Linked DNA regions of Salmo salar: region 2 is linked to region 1. Evidence: chromatin contacts called from public Hi-C data. All regions are on one chromosome and are shown on one strand. The core of a region is the stretch at or near the end of the contact, and the rest is flanking DNA. Distances in the headings are between cores, read along the strand shown. Region 1 holds the start of LOC106584117 (platelet-derived growth factor receptor, alpha polypeptide). Region 2 overlaps LOC106584113 (sec1 family domain-containing protein 2).

Evidence for each region. A called contact is a pair of places that touch in the nucleus more often than the background predicts.
Region 2: a contact with region 1 is called in a Hi-C map of muscle, with 2.9 times the contacts expected there. The contact joins the enhancer-like site here to the promoter of LOC106584117 in region 1. A contact is called at or near these places in 2 of 3 Hi-C or Micro-C datasets (gill and muscle).

The regions. Positions count from the first base shown.
Region 1 is chrssa23:20,697,052-20,702,281 of Ssal_v3.1, forward strand. LOC106584117 (platelet-derived growth factor receptor, alpha polypeptide) reads right to left here and starts at 2,605. Exons shown (of 28, transcript XM_014168993.2): 1 at 2,335-2,605.
Region 2 is chrssa23:21,024,385-21,029,467 of Ssal_v3.1, forward strand. All of the region lies in intron 2 of LOC106584113 (sec1 family domain-containing protein 2), which reads left to right. Among protein-coding and RNA genes, the nearest start is that of LOC106584113, 16 kb to the left of the region's middle. Within about 2 kb of position 2,942, at least 4 of the 13 cell types and tissues checked have an H3K27ac peak or open chromatin away from gene starts, as enhancers often do. A contact at or near this core is called in gill and muscle, where this site is marked.

The DNA.
Region 1 (5,230 bases), core at 1,355-3,854:
AACGGTGATATCCAACATTTTTCATATATATGACTGCTAGGGTTGGATAGATTTAGACATCAGATTATGAGACTACTACATCTAAACTGGAACAACCATTTCAGTAATGGGCGTAATAAATCCAAGTAACAGATTAGAATAGTTTAGAAAAATGTATATTATTTATATTTGAGTAAAATAAGATTAATAAATCAATGAATGTACATGCAAAAACATAGATATTGAAGCAAACTATTTGAAAAATCTACCTGCAATAGAGTATGCTGGGAAATATGATAATGATGTGTGTGCTTTTGGTTTAACTCTATTGTTAACACCAACACTGGGTTTATTTTACGCCACTGAATGTTAATTTAACCCTTTACAGTGTTAAATGTTATTTATCAGTGTTAAAGGTTATTTATCGTGCAAGAGTTATCCAAGGAACGTTAAGACCTGAGGAAGAACCATTTAATAAGAACCTTTATTTTTTTCAGTGTTGGCTTGTAAACCAAGGAACTCGACCAATATACGTTTTTGAGCTGATAAACAACTAATCTAGGTTTAATCTAGTTTGCCGTTTGGTCATGTCCTGGTCAACAGGCATTTTCCTGGTCTGTGTGTTATCTGTCTGTCTGTCTGTGATGTTCGGACCCTGAATTCCATCAACAAATTATCAGAGACAGACGCAACTCCAAGCAGAGGCGCTCAACGCTGAAAACATTGGAAACATGAATGCAGTCTACCAGTTTTACTCTAATCTATTCTTTGTTTTAAACAAATTTGATACTATAGGATAATTATTTTAAATGATCTACTAATTGTTCTAATCTCCTATTGGGGCGATAAAAATAGTCTACATAATTTTTTATCCGTTATCAAAATCCCTTTTGTTTTATAACAGTTTGCTGCTACTTTGACTGTAAGAGAGTTGTTTGTGCGAATCCGCTCTGTCTCATCCCCGGACTGGCTAATTATGACTGGCAAATCAAACCCAGGGTTAGAGGGCCTCTAATTAAGAGCCCTCTCTGAAGAGAAGTCTGTAAGACAAACATTAGCGTGGGAATCCTGACTAATATACTTTGACACTTTTGCGCACATCGTTGGTGTAGGACATTTCCTATCCAGCCTGTTGTGCAAATGTACCGCTTGTCCGCTGGTTCTCCTCTCCCTATTTTCCTCACCCCCACCAACAGTACAGTCCCAACCAATGTGCAGCCTACCAAACGCGCCGTTCTGGGCTTGACACTTTGGAGCAACAGCTGAGGGAGGGTTGTTCAGCTCGCTGTCCTCCACAGACACTTAAACTGTTAAATTCAATCCCACATGTGAAGAATTGATTTCCATGGGAATATAGCAGAGAGATTTATAAAGATAGCATTTCGAAATGAAGAGGGTGGTTGGGGCATTGAGGCAAGCAAGGCAGTGAGTTTCACTGATGAAAAACTTTAACTGTTCTATCTAATTTGACTTTCGTGCGGCGCTCAACTCAATTATGTAAATCTTAAGAAATATAGTGCATCATTCAATTGTAATCTAATTATGAATACTATTCTTGGAGGCAATATGCGTGTAGGCTATTTGCATTTTGTTGTCTGGCGCACTGAAATTACATCCAACCAGGAATGGGGTCCCCCTTACCCTACTTTTTTGTAGCGGGTCTCAAAATGAATCTTGTGTCTAACTTAAAATCCGATCGGCTACAGCCTGCTTCCCAGCTCAGCAAGCACATCCCAATGCACAATGTTCCATTTAATTCCACACATTCCAAGCGCAGAAACGAAAACAACTTGAAATCCAATTTCCAATGTGTTTCCCATTAGATGAGAGGGCAGGCAGCGCTATCCCACAATAGAGGCTCAGTTCTCGAGGTGACACCTCCAGCAGTAAGGCCGAAATTGAGCGCTTTTTATCCAGTCGAGTTAGCAACATTTCTCCGCTCGGCATCCGGAGGTGAGACCATATGGTGCATGGAAAACTGAATCCCGTTCAATGCAGAAGTTAACACATAGCCTGCAAGCGAATGCATCTTCAAAGTTTAAACAAGTTTTGTGAAACGTTTCCTCGTAGCGAAATTACGATAATGAAAGCCCCCAAAGTGTGATGGATGGATCCGGTCAGATGAATCATTTCTTATCAGGATTTTTTTCTTCACAATGTTGTGCCATAATAAAAAGCTAGGCTATTTTGTGAATTTTCACAAAGAAGGACATATTCAACTAGCCTAAAAGTGGTCCAGTTTAGTAACTTTTTCATTTTTTTCAGATAAAAATGGTCTCAATTAATAGAATTCTTGAGAAAATTAAAGTTTGCAAAAAAATGAAAGAGATTAGCCAATTTGTCTAAAATACAAACCTTTTAAATTCCCTTGGATTTTGCGTATCGATGATAAATCCCAGTAGAATTAAATCAGGAGCATAAAATCACTCCGGTGAGGGCTCCTCTCAGTGAAGGCTCCTCTCCTCAAGTGTGTAGTAGTAGTGATCCTATGGCCACGATCCTTCACTGTGAGAGCTAGCATATGTGCACCCCTCCGTCTGCGTCCACGACCGCGCTCACAAATGCGCTTGAGCTACAGCGACCTGTAATTGATTCAACGTTACAGTCCATCCTTCCCAAAAAAAACTAATCATCTGGCTCAAAGTAAATAACTCTCAGGAAATGACCCCCTCTACTCCGCTCCAGCATGGGGTGCCTTTCAAAATAAGAGTCCTAGCTGTTTTCTCAGTGAGACTGGAGCGGGAGTCAGATTTCTCTGCTATGTAGTGATGTAGGAAAGGGGGAGAAATAAGAATCCGGTATAGAGACTATTATATAAGGAAAGCACGCAATATACAATTGAGTTATCAAGCGACATTTATGGATGTTTTCGCAAAGACGCAAAGGGAACACTGTCAAATGTACAAATGTGACCAGGGTTGTTTTCTAAATTATTAAGATGGCCTATGTTTAAAATAAGTCAAATAAATGTGATTGTCATACACATCTAATTAAATAGTAACAATAGTATACTAATAGGTTGTATTTGGAGAGTTTTGGTCTAACATTAGTGTAGCCTAGCATCGGCACTTTTCAAAACCCGAAACTTGGAAACATGAGCGTCCAAGCCTCCATAGCGCATAGGGGGCGCTCCAACACCATGAACTACACAACTCAAATCTCTCTCTTTCCCTCTCTCTCTCTCAACCACATATTTGCTTCATTTAACTCTCAGATAGAATAACTTCCAGTCATTCTTATTTTTTGGGCAATTTCTTATAAAGAAAAACAACAAAATTATAGTTGCTTTGTTGGCAGATTTGGCACACCATTGCCTCTGTTTACGGACTCTGTGAAGGTGATATGTGCCTCCCTGCCTCACCCCCGAACATGGAGCTCTCCTAACAGACACACAGGATAAAGAGTCATTATGAATTTATATCTCACTGCACTCAGCGATACGGAGCCAGGTCAGACGACCAGGCCGGCTGACCTGGCTTCTCTCTCAGTGGCACTTCCAGCGGTGCCCGGCCCGCACCGCAACGCTTCCCTTGCAGAGAAACACATCTCTCCAGCCGCTAGGCACGATGACTTCCACATGTTCCTAGCTTAGACGAAGAATCGCAACAACAAAATAACAGTGTATCTTTTTCTCCAAACAAAGAAGTCAATATGTTGTGCCTAAAACGTGTAGAGATCCTTACTGTTGGCTCTCATTTTCTTTCACACTCTTCAACAACACATTCAAAACGTCAGTCCATTAAAATAGTAAGTTCATTCGGATTTTCGGAATTGTGATTTGTTGTAAGCATTACAGTTGGCTATACTAAAAAACTGAACCAATGCATTGCTGTACAAATCAGTTGGATACATACACGTATTAGGGCACATGTGTAGCCAATTGCTTTCAGACATTTTCATGTGTAGCCTATATGGGCCAGCTAGAGCTCACTTTCTGACAATCTCTGCTCTAAGTTATTCATTTCTTTGATCAAGATTCAGAGACAGTATCGTGGCTATAACCAGTGTTGCTTTTCCCAACTCTGTAAAAGGTCAGCTGGCCCTTGAGGATGCCGTTTGTGATAACTGTTTCTTGCATCAACTCATATCTATCACGTTGTGTTTGCAAACAAGTATAAGGGTGTTCTATGGATATGATATGATTACATTTGGATGTTGATTCAACATTCCACATTTTTAAACAGGAGTGGAATGTCATGTATGGCACTAATGCACAGCCCAGTATAGTTCATCACTTCACACACACACACACACACACACACACACACACACACACACACACACACACACACACACACACACACACACACACACACACACACACACACACTCACTCACTCACTCACTTCCCAGCATTACCTAATACATAATCATTACAGTCTACACTTAGTATACCAAACATTAGGAACACCTTCCTAATATGGAGTTGCACCCCCATCCCCTTTTGCTCTCAGAACAGCCTCAATTTGTTGGGTCATGGACTCTACAAGGTGTCGAAAGTGTTCCACAGGGATGCTGGCTCATGTTGACTCCAATGCTATCCACAGTTGTCTCAAGTTGACTGGATGTCCTTTGGGTGGTGGACCATTCTTGATACACACAGGAAACAGTTGAGTGTGAAAAACTCAGCAGTGTTGCAGTTCCGGTGCGCTTGGCACCTACTACCATACAGTGGTGGAAAAAGTACACAATTGTTATACTTCAGTAAAAGTAAAGATACCTTAATAGAAAATTACTGAAGTTTAATTTTTTATTTATTTATTTCACCTTTATTTAACCAGGTAGGCTAGTTGAGAACAAGTTCTCATTTACAACTGCGGCCTGGCCAAGATAAAGCAAAGCAGTGCGACACAAACAACAACACAGAGTTACACATGAAATAAACAAACATGCAGTCAATAATACAATAGAAAAGGTCTATATACAGTGAGTGCAAATGAGGTAGGATAAGGGAGGTAAGGGAATAAATAGGCCATAGTGGCGAAATAATTACAATATAGCAATTAAACACTGGAGTGATAGATCTGCAGAAGACGAGTTTGCAAGTAGAGATACTGGGGTGCAAAGGAGCAAAATAAATAACAGTATGGGGGATGAGGTACTTGGATAGGCTATTTACAGATGGGCTATGTACAGGAGCTGTCACGTCCTGAACCCTTGTAAGAGGTCATTTTCCATAGTAGAGTGGTCAGGGCGTGACAGGGGTGTGTTTTGGGTGGTTTTGGTTTTCTGTTTCTATGTGGGTTTTTTC
Region 2 (5,083 bases), core at 1,692-4,191, 330 kb after region 1:
GTCTCTGGAGGGGGTCTTCCTGTTGTCCCTACAGGCCTGATTTTAACCCTGCTCCACATCTGATTCCCTAAAACTCATAGAGCTGGGTCAGGGCCAGCTATAGGGAGCACACTAATCCAGTTTGGGGCTGGCTAATAATGATGCCTGGCACGATTAGCATGCAACATAACACGACTACAGATGAGAGTCTCATAGGTGTCCTTAGTGTTGGAGTTGATGATCGGCGTGTCTCTCCTACCACGTGTGTTGGAGGACCCAGACATGTTTTTTTTATTTAACCTTTATTTAACTAGGCAAGTCAGTTAAGAACAAATTCTTATTTGCAATGACGGCCTACCCCGGCCAAACCCTAACCCGGACAACGCTGGTCCAATTGTGCGCCCTATTGGACTCCCAATCTTACCTGCCCTTCTTTTCCTATCTTAAGAATGAGAGACGCGGAGTATCGCCTTCTCCCAGTGATATAGAGCTGGCAGAGGCCAATCCTGTAACAAGTGGCCAGTGTAGTGAGAGGCGGTAGTGGTCAGAAATAGAACAGAGTTGGGGCCGAGCAGAAGGAGGTGGAGGGTTGGTTCTCTCATATGTCACAGGAAGAGGAAGTGCCCCCTCAGAAAACAGCACTATCATGTCCTGAATCTGATAAGGAATTTGGAGGGAAACACCTGTCCCAGCTTGTATCGTGATACAGCTGTGAGCTCTCCATCCATTTTTTTTTCCATTTCTTCCTCCTCACTTTTTCTCCTCTGCTACCACTGTAGAAGACGATTAGGACATCCCATTGTGAAGCCTTGAGTCTCTTGTCATTCTTCCAGTAGATTCCTCTTACCAGAACAGAGTTATTTATCAGCTGCTCGGACTGTTCTGTTTTCTTCCCAGCCCTTCTAAGCCAACAATTTTCTTTTGAAGACTGAAATGATAAGACCGGTTATAAAAGACGTATCTCTGAAAAATACAAAATATTGTCGTCAATGATTTGAGTTTATAGAGGCTCCTAAAAAATAGTTTTGACTGATAAAACACTGATGGGTAGATAATTCTGCATCTGCGCTGTGATTGTTAGATTAAATCTCCGGGTTGATTTGTTATGAAAGTATATTTCAAAAGACTACTCTCTTCATCTCTCTCTAGAAGTCTCCTCCCTCTCTCCTTCCTCCCTGGTGCTAGTCCTTCAAAGAGCCCCTGCTGCCAGCCAGCATTTGAAGTGGAGTAAGCTAACATGACACATGAGGAGAGAGAGAGCGAGATAAGCAGATTCACTCTACTTACATTCCTCTTATTGACGTCTCCATCTTCCTCCCTTTTCCTTGTCTCATCATCCCCCTTTTAATATCCATTTGAACCGTTCCTCTTCTGCGTTGCCCTCTCTCTTCCCTGTCTCTCTCTCTCCTCTGGTTCTGTTCATGAATCCAGTTTGTGGTCTCTCCTGCCAGGACAGAGAAACCAGACCAGAGAGAGGCCTGATGTCCTGTGGTATTCTGGTGTGTTGACAGGAAATCCACAAGCGTTCTTCTCTCTCTGTAACACTTCCCCAGTAACGCACACTCACACAGAAAGACACACTCCACTCGCTGTGGAATGGTCAAGGTCTGTGGCTGGCTCTTAGCGAGCAAATGAGTTTCTTAGCTTTGTTGCTCATCTTTTGGCTACTAACCGCATCCACTGGCTGTGTGACTGACAACAGTATCTAATACAACTTCCAATAGCAAAGGCTGTCAATGATTAGATTAACCAATGCTACCCTGATCACTTCCTCATCAGCTGCTCTGCTTCTCTTTGAGGCATGTCCTGATTTGTATTTCATTCTGTATTTGATGTACTTGGCTAACTGGGGATGCAGAGCTGTTGCCTGACTCTTTGAGTAGTCTCTCTGGTCAAGTGGATCATTTATCCTCCACTCACTACCCGTTTTTAAAAGGAGATCCTGTCCTGCTAAGAGGCTGTGCCCTCCTGTCAATGGATTTATTGCTAGATTTCTGTACTGTGTTTGTATGTGTGCTTGGTGGAGCCAGAATCTGGTTTTGGGTTCCATTCCATTTGATAGCGACTTTGATTAGGACTAAAGTTATTCTACAAACAGGCCGTGGAAACTGTTGGAAATCTACCTCATTTCTGAACAACTTCAAAAGCATACATGTACCTGGTTTATATTAAGTGGGTTTATTTGTCTGAATGTGTGACTACTAGACTTGGACCCAAATGGTCCGACCCATTCTTTACTGCTGCGTCACAAGCTTCCTGGAACCACTCCTTCACCCTCAGACCTATTAACTATTAACTGTTGCCACAAGAAAAGGTCAGCCAGTGGAGAACAAACACCATTGTAAATACAACCCATATTTATGTTTATTTCTTTTCCCTTTTGTACTTAACCGTTTGCACATCGTTACAACACTGTATGTATACATAATATGACATTTGTAATGTCTTTATTCTTTTGGAACTTCTGTGAGTGTAATGTTTACTGTTCATTTTTGTTGTTTATTTCACTTTTGTACATTATCTACTTCACTTGCTTTGGCAATGTTAACATGTGTTTCCCATGCTAATAAAGCCCCTTGAATTGAATTGAATAGTAAATTGTCTGTGTGTGTGTGTGTGTGTGTGTGTGTGTTGCGTGCATTGTTTGTGTGTGGATACATTAACTCATGCCTATCTCTTAATGGCGTAACAGTCATTACACATCTGGTGGAATTTAGTTTGGAGACACACCCACGCATTGTTTATCCAGTCAGACTGACTGGGCAAGTCAGCAGGGGTACACAGTCTACAGGAGGGGCAAGAGTGCCCCCTTAAGGTTTCGAATCGCCACTTCTAGCAGAGAGCCACACTGGAGTTCGCCCACACACACACACACACACACACACACACACACACAGGCGCGCAGGAGGTCAGACGCACGCACTCCATGGCCCCCAGCACCCTGTCCATAGTAGAGCAGTTACTCAACAAGACCGGCTGGTTATGGAGCCTTGTCTCACACCCTGCCAGTAAAAAGCTCACCCCCGCCCCCCATCTGACCAAACGGCCTAGGGAAAACACCAGGGGAGAGGGGCAGAGGGGGGGGGGGGGCAAATTACAACCATACCTCCTCAACCCCCCCTCTTTCTACCCCTTTATAAGAACTCTCGTCTTCCTGGAACCCACAAGGAAATACAGGCTTATGCGCTCTCTCTGTCTCTCTCTCTCTGTCTCTCTCTCTCTCTCTCTCTCTGTCTCTCTCTCTTTCTGTCTCTCTGTCTCTCTCTCTTTCTGTCTCTCTGTCTCACACACTTACACAAACAGTACACATTAGGACCCACACACAAGCGTGTATACACACATATGGCCAGGTCACAGCCCTGGCATTTTAACCACGCTAACTATGTGTCCGCTTACGACACGCTTAATCATTACAGCCCCTCCGCCTCAGAACACAGCTAAGCCCATGATGTGTGTCTTCCTGAGGAAAATACTCGATAAATGACACCAATTTCTCGGTCATGCTTTTCAGAAAGCGTTTTTAAAATTCTTCCCACCCACATTCATCATAGTGACAGTGAAGTAAACCAAACGTTTATCTGGCTGTGTGACTTCTAATATTCTATTATAGCTGTTCTCTTTGTGGAGGAGCAGTGTCTCTGGTTCAGTCGAGCTCTGTTCTCTTGTCTTTGTGTCTCATTTTCTGTGTGAAGATGGCGTGCGGCCCAATGTGAGCCCCTCTTTCTCCCCATCCAGCCCCAGTCCAGTCCAGGCCCAGGCTCTGGAACCGATTCCATCTGATATTAAACACATGGCAGCAGTTAGACAGAGAGCGAGAGAGAGAACCAGAGCGAGAGGAAAAGGAGTGAGAAAAAAGAAACGAAAAAGAAAAACAGAGTAGATTTTAATATTTGGGATCAGTGTCAGCGAAAAACCCCCCCCTTTTCTTTTTTTTTTTTCTTTCTCTCTCTTCCTCTCTCCTTCATCCTTCTTTCAGCGTATAAAGGATCTAACCTTTCTAACATTGTTGTTTCCTGTCTTTAGTCCTGAGTTGGTCCCCGAACTCCTCCCTCTCTGGTGTTCACATGCTCATCAGAAGTATGCACACGCCCGACTGAAGGTCACAGACACGCTGGGGACAAACCCAACAGAACTGTGCAGAGGCTCTGCCACGGCGTTTGGTGGCCTTTTTATAGAACCATCAAAACACTGACACGTCTCTTAAAGACGGCGAGAGGGAGAAATAGAGAGGTGATATATGACGTTGGTTCCGTTGCAGAGCCCCTGTATGAGACACAGTGTCGACCTCGCTGTGGGTCATGATAATGAGATGCGCTCGCGACACCCTTTTGGATTTTTCCGGGGAAACGCTTGAAGCTCATGTTACTGCTTATGGCAGATGATAACAGTTGTTCTTCTTGACCTGGTGGAAATAGAGGGAAAGGTTATGGTGGAGCAGCAGATGGCCCCTCGGTCCAGGTTGTGGTTTTGAGAGGTTCTGGGGATGTTGGGAAAGACTGCTCCGGGGAATGTTAACACATCGGCAGAGTTTAGGGATGTTGGGAAATTTCCTGACGTTCCCGCTAATTTGTGTTTTTTCCTGTGAGTGGTGCAACAGGGGAGTGAACGCCCCCTTAGTACCCAGCATCCAGTGGAGGCTGCTGAGGGGAGGACAGCTCGTAATAATGGCTGGAACGGTTTCCATGTGGTTGATACCACTCCATTGACTCCATTCCAGCCATTTTTATGAGCCGTCCTGCCCTCAGCAGCTTCCACTGCCAGGATCCCCAACCTACAGGACGAGCACTCGGTCATATTCATTGTGTGTGTGTGTGTGTGTGTGTGTGTGTGTGTGTGTGTGTGTGTGTGTGTGTGTGTGTGTGTGTGTGTGTGTGTGTGTGTGTGTGTGTGTGTGTGTGTGTGTGTGTGTACACAAGAGAGTGAGCGATCTTTCAAATCAAATTGTATTTGTCACATGCTTCTTAAACAACTGGTGAAATGCTTACTTAAGGGTCACTTTCCCAAAATGCAGAGTTAAAGATTCACAATTAAATAAACGTAAATAGTGACAGGAGGAATAATTACACAGTGAATAACAATAACAAGTAAAAATAACTTGGCTATA